3 separate regions of the Mus musculus genome follow, and all the other regions are linked to region 2. A link is a contact called in public promoter capture Hi-C data. All regions are on one chromosome and are shown on one strand. The core of a region is the stretch at or near the end of the contact, and the rest is flanking DNA. Distances in the headings are between cores, read along the strand shown.

The links. Promoter capture Hi-C pulls out the DNA fragments that hold promoters and counts their contacts.
Region 1: a promoter capture Hi-C map of hippocampal neurons shows a contact between it and region 2, with 6 times the contacts expected there. The contact joins the promoter of Pkmyt1 here to the promoter of Zfp160 in region 2.
Region 3: a contact with region 2 is called in a promoter capture Hi-C map of hippocampal neurons, with 8 times the contacts expected there. The contact joins the promoter of Zfp13 here to the promoter of Zfp160 in region 2.

What each region holds. Positions count from the first base shown.
Region 1 is chr17:23,724,538-23,727,865 of GRCm38.p6, reverse strand. It overlaps Pkmyt1 (protein kinase, membrane associated tyrosine/threonine 1), which reads right to left and starts at 1,530. Exons shown (of 8, transcript NM_023058.3): 1 at 1,225-1,530. It overlaps 1520401A03Rik (elastin), which reads left to right and starts at 1,415. Exons shown (of 41, transcript XM_017317755.2): 1 at 1,415-1,727.
Region 2 is chr17:21,007,665-21,011,200 of GRCm38.p6, reverse strand. It overlaps Zfp160 (zinc finger protein 160), which reads right to left and starts at 2,260. Exons shown (of 5, transcript NM_145483.2): 1 at 2,215-2,260.
Region 3 is chr17:23,584,479-23,587,745 of GRCm38.p6, reverse strand. Zfp13 (zinc finger protein 13) reads left to right here and starts at 1,494. Exons shown (of 6, transcript NM_001356268.1): 1 at 1,494-1,785; 2 at 2,172-2,308. The coding sequence starts at 2,252.

The sequences.
Region 1 (3,328 bases), core at 281-2,780, 2.7 Mb before region 2:
CAATGTTGTAATTGAAACAAAGGCAAAAAAGCAATAGAAAGTGTCCATTTTAGGGGAAGCCACAATGTATCAAAGGAGCCACACCTAACCTCTAGTAGTAGCTAGATCAAATTACTACTTAGGTTAAGTACTTAAGAGGCTTGCTGGAAGGCCCTCTTGTTATGGATCTATTTACTTCAAGAATCCCATCCCAGAGGTGGCCTTTAGCTTAGTGATAGAGTACATGCCTGGCACCATCAGCGTCCTGCATTTGATGCCCACCCTAAGAAAAAAAAAAACAAATCCCATCCCAGGTCTTCTGTAAGGATCCACGATCATGCTTGTTAATTAAACCTACAGTCTTGAAGGGGACGTGGGTGGGGGAGGTAAGAGTACTTGCTGCCCTTCCAAAGGACCAGGTTTGATTCCCTGACACACAAGCGTCTGTAACTCCAATTCCAAAGGGATCTGACACCCTTTTCTGACCTATGTGGGCACTAGGCACAAACAGACAAAAATACACATGCATTAAAAAGAGTAAAAACTTTTTTTTTTTAAAGGAAGAAGGAATACAGTCTCCATGCCTAGCACCTGGGAGTCCATCACCTTCTGTTTCAGCCAGAGAGACCATTCCCTCTCAATGCCATTTTCATTTCAACATCACTGGTCATTTACATTCTAATACCTCTGGCCTGGTCAAACAGCTTTTATGGGGTGAGAAGGGTTGGTAGTGGAGTCCCGGCTGAGTACAGAGTGTCCCTGAGCCACTGGGTTTCCAGGGACCTCACCCTCTTACTGAGCTGTACCCATCTGTTGACCACCATCTAGCGTTAGACTGTGAGTTTCTCCCGTGCAGGGCCACTGCTGAATCCGTTCGGTAGGCGAGGGGGAACTCTGACAAACCATTGCGTAAACAGGCTGTCACCCGGGGGTGGAGGGGCTCTTCCCAGAGAGCCGCGGGAGAAAGAGAGGCAGTGCTGGAAAAGGAGCGCCCAATGGGAAGGGACAGGGGACCCGCGGGAGTAGGCGGGGCGTGGGCGACAGCGCTGACCTGGAGTCATCCGAGGGCTAGTCCGGCCCGTGACAGACACGGAGGGGTGGGGCTGCTGCAGGGGGGTGGGGGGGTGACCGGATACTGAGAAGAGGCCGGAGGGCAGTCGCGGGGCGCAGCGCGGCAGGAGCGCGGGCCAGGGCGCCGGCGGAAGAGCGGCGCAACCGGGAGATCTCACCCGGGTGTGGGCTCACCTGGGGAGGCTGGGCGTGGCGCAGCGTGGCGCAGCGTGGCGCAGCAGCGAGGTCCCAGGTTCCGGGTCGGCGGGGGCCGCTGGGGACCTCACAGAGGCCAGGCAGGCCGGGGTCGGGCAGCGGGGCCTCTGGACACCGGGACGAAGCACCCTCCAAGAAGGGGAACCGCCCGTGAACGCGCGCGGAGCCAGCTCGCGCCAAAAATTCCAAACCGGCCTCGAGGCCCCGCCCAGGCTCGCCCGTGGTCCCGCCCCCGCCTGGTGCAGCGGGTCTAGCGCCCGGGGCATTGGCCCCGCCTCGCGTCTTGCGTGCGCACCGAGGTCTCCCCGCCTCCGAAGTTTGCCGGAGCGCTCTCACTGCGCAGACGCAACTCTTCGAGGCCTATTGCGGCGGGAACGATCCTTGGCCCCTCTCTGTCGGTATTTGTCGGCCTTCACACTATGGTCCCCACACCAGCTGCTCTCTATTGGCTGCCTTAATATTCGTGTCCATAAAAGGGGCAGGTAAGGGCCCTGCAGCCAAGTGGCATCTCCTCAAGGAGTTGCCACTGGGGACAGCACAAGCGAATGTCCCACTACTTATAATCTTATGCATATTCAGACACCGGTCTTCATCATCCCAGGATAGCGATTGGTAGCGCCTGTTCTAAGACGGTGGAGTCTCCTTGTAAATAGGCTGTCTGAGGCCGATTCTTACATCCTTTAGCTCAGAACCTTGTGCTCAACTGACTCCTCTCAGTCACTTCCTGGCCTCACAACCTCTGGTACATGATGGGTTGTCACTTTTCTTCTAAACGTGGAGCCGAGGAACCTAGGACAATTTCTTTAAAGAAGGTCTGCACAGAACAAAGTGGGGTGGAGCTTGCTTCATGGAGAAAGGGACCTTTATTGATTTCAACTAGAAGTGAAAAATCATGCTTTATAGCCAATCTCTCTAAAATGCTCCTGCAATCTCTTGGAACAACAGTGGGAAGGAAGGCCAGGCCCTACTTAAGCCTGAGATCAAGAGCTGGGGTACCGCCCACCTCCAAGCCCTTCCCTTTGCTTTAGTGACTTTGAGAGCCAGAACAGTTGTGACTTGGTCTAGTCCTTGTTGAGAACCCTAGACAGGTCCCTCTCCAACTATTTAGAGCTATTTTCTGCCAGCTCCGTTTTCTGGACAGGCCTCCCCTTCTTCCAACCATTTATTCCTCAAAGTCTAATTCATAATGATTAAAACACACTAACACACACACAGTAACAAAAAACAAAACAAAACAAAACAAACAAACAAACAAAAAACTGCACTGGTACATGTCTATACCCCAAGCACAGAGGCGGCTGAGGCAGAAAGGTCACATGAGCCTAGGAATTGGAGGCCAGTGGGTACTATAACAATATTCCTGGGGCTGGAGAGATGGCTCAGTGGTTAAGAGCACTGACTGTTCTTCCAGAGGTCCTGAATTCAATTCCCAGAAACCACATGGTGGCTCACAGCCATCTGTAATGCCTTCTTCTGGTGTGCCTGAAGACAACTACAGTGTACTCACATACATAAAATAAATAAAATCTTAAAAAAAGAAAGAAAGAAAAAGAAAACTCAATTAAAACAAAACAAAACAAAAAAACGAAACAAGATGCCTGTCCTCAGATAAACCACTAAGTAAAAGTTGGGTAAAGTGGTGTATAGCTCTGTAATCCCAACACTGAAGACCTGGGGAGGCTGAGGCAGGGGTAATCTCTGAGTTTGAGGCCACCCTGATATATATCAGAAGTTCTAGGCCAGCCTGGGCTACATAGTGAGACTTTGTCTCAAAACCCGGCACAGTTTTATCAATTTGAACCCTGTCTCATAAAGAAACTAGGGAAGAAGTAGAAAGGCTAGGCTGTCAGCTAGCAGGTGTGAAGCCCTTGGTTCAATCCCCAGCGCTACAGGGAGAAATAAAAGCATTTTATTTCAGTGGCATACATCAGAAAACATCTCACTCTGCAGAGAAGGCTGCACTAGACACCTAGTAAATATAGATTAACAGCAGTTACAGGTAAGTGGACAGACATCCTGTGAGGGAACTAAAGGCTGTAGTGTTGCTCTGCCAGTCTCCACATGTGTAAAATGAATAATAGCT
Region 2 (3,536 bases), core at 1,011-3,510:
GGATATAGCAACAACAAACTACTGCAGGAGGGACAACAGGTGACTTGGCACTTTTCTCTAAAACTTGATCCCTTCTCAGAAAGATCAGGAATACAAGGAATGCCACTGCACACACTCAGAATGCACACATGTGTACATACAAACACATATAACCAAATAGACAAAATCAATATAAGCAGAACCTTCAGCCAACACTTCAGAAGTGGACAGCTTCCCTACATGACATGTTGAAACGTACAGGAGATTCTTCTGAAAAGGTCACCTGTTCCCTTTGTCTTGTTTCTCATAATGAGCAAACCTAACCAAAGGATTTCCCTGACAATCTGTTGCTGAGTGAGTAGATTAACAGCACTTGTGATAGCAAGTTATATTCAGGACATGGGACTTGGAAGTGAAAGGGTACAGTGGTGAGAAACGGTGGCGTTTGAAGTGAGCAAGATATGAGTTAAATAAATAGCTAGAGCCATGAGTCCCACCATGTGTGAAGAAGAGGCCCTTGGTCCTGGGAAGCTTCTATGCCACAGTATAGGGGAATGCCAGGGACAGGAAGCAGGAGTAGGTGGGTTGGGGAGCAAGGGAAGGGGAGAGGAGATAGGGGATTTTCGGAGGGGAAACTAAGAAAGGGGATAACATTTGAAATGTAAATAAAGAAAATATCTCATAAAAATGTCTATAAAATAATAATAATAAAAAAGATATGAGTTAAAGTACTTAAGTTGGTGCCTGAAGGAGAAAAAACATCACACATTTACTGTGACCGGAGGCAACACATTCTATGCTAAAAGTTAAGTGTTAGGGGGTTAGAAGAATCCCACAGCTCCTCCACACATTACCCCTGTCAAAGAAGGGTGACACTGTCTAAAAAATCTCACATTAGTTCTGGCTGTATAAGGACTATAAAGGATCAGTAAACACCAACAGTATTTATTCATTGAGAAAGTGTCTTAGTTATTTGTCTTAGTATTCCACGCCACCTTTAAAGTCTCCATTTTCCTACCCCAGCTTTCTTCCCACATGCTGGCATTACTGATCTGTGCCACCATGCCTAACACAATACCAGTTAATGCCCATCAGATCAAGTTTTGCAACTCTCTTCCATACCACTAAAATTCAAACAAAAATTAAGGGTTTTTTTATTTCAACAACAAAGACAAGCTCAGTAATAATAACCTTACTATTCCATCAACTTCTGCTTTATCCAGCCTGCCCCTCCCTCATTCTGCACTATCTTATTCACACTTTCTGAAGGGACTTTGCCAGCTCCAGCATGGTGACCATGACTCTGGTAGGCCTTGCCCCTTTCCTCTCTCTGCCTTGCTAAAAACTCTCAGATTACATTCCTAAAGCTACACCCAAAGTCTATTCCTTTATTTGGCCAATTCCTCCTCCTGACACTTACTATGAAGGCCCAGCTATCAAAGCATTGAAGTCTGGCAACCGAAAGGCACCTCTGGCTCACCTAATTAATGTGCCAGCTAAACACCTCGTCCTAATAAGGGGATTCTCATTTTACCTCTATAAGCCGCCATTTGCCTATGGGTCACATCTGTCTCCTCTCTATCTAGAAACAGTCATTTGTCCCACTTCTGGACAAATACTCCTAACCCCTCTCTCTTGCCCCTTTCTGCCCTCTTCTTTGTTCCCTTCCCCTTCTTCCTCTATCTCCTGTCTCTGACCTTTATCCGGGCCTTCTGTACCTCTAAGACAAATAAATCTTTGTGCTGAGAACTTGGTCTGAGAACTTGGTCTTGGAAGTTCTCCCCAGATACTTTCCCTTTCGCTTCCATCGCCTGCTTTTCTTTCTGTCACACATTATGGCAGTTTAGCTGTTCTCTCACCCTCCTCTCCACTCTTGCCAGCATCTCCAGACCCTGCTTTCTTTTTCCTTTCCACCAGGCGCCGCGGCAAGCTGCTCCTCTGCTATTCTGTCACCCGCGGCACTCTCTAGTACCGCATCACCTGGCACTGCCCGCACAAACGATAGTCATGTCTCCTCCCCGACCGCTGAAGCTTTTGAATCCGTGCCCCCGCTCCTTCCTGGCTCCATCCCCTCCCCTGGCTCCGCTGCCATCTCTCTCTCCCACGTTCCTACTTCCTCAGTCTCGCAGCTCTCCGCGTCACCGAGTGGAGCTTTGCACACAAGATGGGGACTCCAGGGCAGAGGTCCGGGTTCTGAGTGCCAGCAACCGGCCTAAAGAATCTGGGAAAACTCACCCAGCTACAAAATTTATGCAGAGCAAAACCGCTTCCGGGTCGCTGCGCAGGAGTGCATTCAGCATTCGCGGTCAGATCCGGGGTAAAATAAGGCGGGACCAGAGAACAAGTGATTGACGCTAACAAGGGGCGGTACCTAGAAAGGAAGCTGCTCTGAGAAGGAAATTTTAGGGCATGCTGGCCACTGCGTGCTAGTGGGACTTGGAACAGGAAACTGTTGCTTGGAGGGGACAGTATTTAAAGAAATGTTTATGGGCTAGAGAGGACCTGAATGCTGAGAATGGCGTGGTGAGGGCTTAGAACTGTTTCGGAAAACAGCGGGGTGGGGGTGGAGGGTCAAACCAAATAATGGACTAGAAGGGAGTGTGGGGATGCATTGGAGAGTAGGATAGTGCTCAAGTACAAGTGGGCATGGGTCTGGCTCTACAAGGGGATTCAGAGTAGGTTGTGTTCTTGGTGCACAGTTCTCAGTCCCTCCTTATTCTCCCACAGGTTCCTAGCTCTAAGGAGCAGGGCTCCTGAGCATTGTCAATCAGTAACCATGCATAGGTAGGAGAGTCGGGGACGATGGTGAATATAAGCAAGCATTGATTTTATTTTTAATTCGAAGAGTTTTATATATAAAAACAATTACCTATTTTAAAAGTTATATTTTCTGTTACAAAAGAGAATTGCATTCACAAAGGTCATGAACGATTGGCATTGAAGATCGATTCTTTTTTTAAGTGCCAACTTTTCTCTTTGTAATAAAAATAACAATTTAAAAATATTTTAAGTGCTTTTTGGCTTGAAAGTTTGAAACAGCATATAAGCTATTTTGGCATTCTCATTGAAAGTTCTTACTGTATCTACTTTAAATAGAAACAAACTCTTGCATACAAGTACATGTGTTCTAAAGGATGTTTGTGACAGCAGTCTGCAGATGTAACTGTCAAAGGTCAGCGGGAATAATTTGAGGAATGGCTAATGAAAAATATTTCTTCTCATTTCCACCATGTAGCATATCTACAGTTCATCAAACATTTCCAAAGGAAGTACACATAGAATTCAACAAACTATCACCAGTATAGAATAATGAGATGCACTGAGTTTCCCTGGTACTTCACCATTGCAAAGTACTTTCAGATACATACTTTTAAATATATAATGAATAGTAATCATTTCACCCTACACTACTGTCTCATGATCCCTACTACTTCCTGCTGAACATTTTAATATATGCATTATGTTAGTAGAAAGTCATTTGCTATTCATCCTATTGAAAGCAGTTGCTCAGAGTCTGGACATCCTCTCTGCAAATGTCCTTCAAAATGCCATGTCCT
Region 3 (3,267 bases), core at 245-2,744, 2.6 Mb before region 2:
TGCAGGGAACTAGGGTTGCTCCTTTTTGTTGTTAAATTTTAAAGACAATTTCTTGCCACGTAGCCCTAGTTTCTGTGAATTATGTAGCCCTCTCTGCCTGGCTTCACTTTTTGTACTCCTCTGCCTCAGCCTCCTGATCACTTCTGAGATTATAGGATCAAACCACTGTTCAGCCACTAGTATTTGCCTTTTGGAATGAAAGATCCAGTCTCAAAAGACTCGATGAGTGATGAGCTGTAGCCAGCAGGCACAGGATGAATTCCTGCAGACCATTCCGCCCCAGGAAGTGTTCTCAGGCTAAGACTCCACCCCTCTCCTAACACTGCTATGACCTGTTCTGGATGGAATGAGAAGCACAGTCACTTTCTTCCCCCTTAGAGCCTTAGTTCCCCAGGTCTGAAGGTAGCATCAGGATCTTGGACAACTGAATCAGCCCCTATTTAAAAGTTATTATATTTTGTTGTATATATGTCTGTGTGGCATGTGGGTGCAAGACACTTGGAATTCAGAAGAGGGTGTCAGATCTGCTAGGAATACCACCACGTGGGTGCTAGAGATTGAACATAAGTCTTCTGGAAGAGCAGCCAATGCTCTAAACCTCTGAGCCATCACTCCACCCCTCCACCCCACTCTCTGTCTTTTAAAAACCATAGTATCTTCAGATCTCTGAGAGTTAGAGGACAGCATGGTCTATATAGTGAGTTCCAGGGAAGCTAGGGCTACATAGCGGAGACAACAAATCCATGATATCTTATCTAGTTCTTCAGAGTTCTGTACAATGTAGTTGAACTATACTCATCCCCCATACCTCCCCCTCTCTCAAATTCACCCTGGGTCAGTCTCCATACGCCTCTATTATCGAGCCTAAATGATTCTTTTAAAATCCAATTCCTCTCCCATCTTGTAGACAGGTAGGCATCAGGGTGGGCTACAGAGAGTCTCATCCTGTTTCCTAAGTGCACTCAGGGATGGAGCACTCTGCCAGTTTGGGAGGGTCCAAAGTGCTCCAGAGGAGTAAAAGACCTTCTGATGTGTGGGTGTGGTGTGCGAGAGAGAATGGCTCTGCTCCTTCCATTCAGCGCAATAATGCTGCTCCGTTATGATGACTACAGTGCTGTCTTTGAGTCACAAAACACCAGAAATTATGTTTTGTTTTTGAGACAGTTTCTCTGTGCTGTCTTGGAACTCGCCCTGTAGCCGAGGCTGGCCTCGAACTCAAGGATTCAAGGATCTGCCTACCTCTGCCACTCGAGTGCTGGGATTAAAGGCATGTGCCACAAGGCTCAGAGCATCTTCCGTTTTTTCTGTTTCGTGTTTATAGATACCGTTGGGTATAGTAAGCGTTGAGAGCCAGCACTGACACTTTCTCCCAAGCCAAAAGCAGGTGCAGCAGAGGCAAGGGACCCCAGGACCGGAACCCTCAAATCTGGGAACTCTGTAAAGCTACAGCTGAGTTGGGGAATGGGATCTGGAAGGAACTTCCTGTTGTCCCTAATCCCAGCCTCCACCGGGCTTCTCCATCCGTTCTGTTCTGGCTGCAGACACTGGTTTCACTCTAGGGAGGGGGTCTCCATTCCCACCTTCACCCCCGGGTCTCCTTTGTTTCCTCCTTGTGTGAAGGGGATGCTAGGGAAGGCACATGGAAATCGGCTCGTGCAGTCAGCTTGCAGAAGGGGGCAGGGTCAAAGGTGGAATGCTGGCAAGCGATAATGAAGGGGCTGGACCCAGGATTGGGAAGATGAGGACACGTACCACCCAGACCACGACCACGATGATCGTTCCCAGGTGGGAAGCTGCAGCTTTGAGAGAACGGCTGACGGTGGCAGCTAATTTGTGGGTTTCAGGCGAAGCTCTGTGTCCGGCTGGGGCACACAGCAGGCATCAACGCACTGGCGCCTCCTTGGCAGGCTCTCCGCAGAAGTTTCTGCACCTCATTGACAAGAAGCCCTGATTCAGCCCTCACTTGCCATCACCTGGCTTCACTGAGATTTAGGGCTCTTGCTTCAGTGACAAAGGGGACAATACCATTCCTTTCCGAGAAACCAGAAAATATCATTCACCGCGGGGCACCGTAGGGGCTGGCAGACTTCGTATGCACTGTGGTCAGGCATGGGGAGTGCTGGACACTTTGGAAGTGTTCCTACGGTAGTGATTACTTTCCTCTTTTCCAGGTTCTTGGCTAAAACCTGGACGGGGCTCGACTAGCAAGGGAAAGAACCATTTGCTGTTTTTCCTGGCTCTGAAGTGGAAGATGTCTGCAGACAGTCAAAGCATCGCGGCTACTGAGAACGAGGAGAAATCCCATGAGGTATCCTGGGATCCTAGCTAGGGAGGGATGCCTTGAACTGTAGGAGAGGGTGTTTTCAAAACCTGTGTCTGGACAAAAGGAAGCATGAGAGTCACTGTGGGAGAAGAGGTGTAATCATGGAAAATAGCTTCCAACTGGTCTTTTCAGTGTAACTGGTTTTGTTCTGTCCAGTAAGGGGCATAGTGCCCACAGAACACAGGAAAGTCCTCTACTGCCCACTTTCTTTCTCTTGGGTTGCACCTCCTCATAGCTTACCTCTCTGTGTCCAAGTTCTAGTTCTGCCTGTTACTAGGTGTGTGCGTGCGTGTGTGTGTGTGTGTGTGTGTGTGTGTGTGTGTGTGTAATCGCCATCTTTGTGGGTCCAGGCTTGGACTCCCGGTCTTGGAGCTAGAGGATTCTGACTCAGCCTCAGGCCTGGTGTGTTACCTTGGGCAGCCCTGCTCTGTGGGAACTACTTGTGCTGTGTGTAAAGTTGACTCACTCCCACTTGTCTTACTAGGTCACTGGTAGGCTCGAAGGAGATAATGAGTGTGTGAGTCGTCTGTAAGCAGTTTGTGAGCCTGTAACTGATGACTCCTGTGGTCCATGAAGCGAGAACACCCAGAACTACCAGACCAAGTCAGCGGGACTGGGATCCTCCCACCTAGTTCTGTTGGTGTTATAACTATTAATAAATATACACTGGTACAAGTACTGCTGCTTTTATGGTGTAGACACTTAAAGAATTGTTACCAGTATCCAGTGTCCCTTCCTCTGATACCCAGTGAGCCTTGTGTATCTGCATTCTCTGCTGATGTCATACCCTGTCAGCTGCACACTGGTGGAGCAACAGTTGTAATTGCTTGCATTGCTCTTTGTTTATCTAGAACTTTCTGGAGTAGACAACTGTCTCTCATTCAACCTTCTAACTGTTTTATGCAGGCGATAGAGCAGCTGAGTCCAGACCAGCAGTCAGTCCC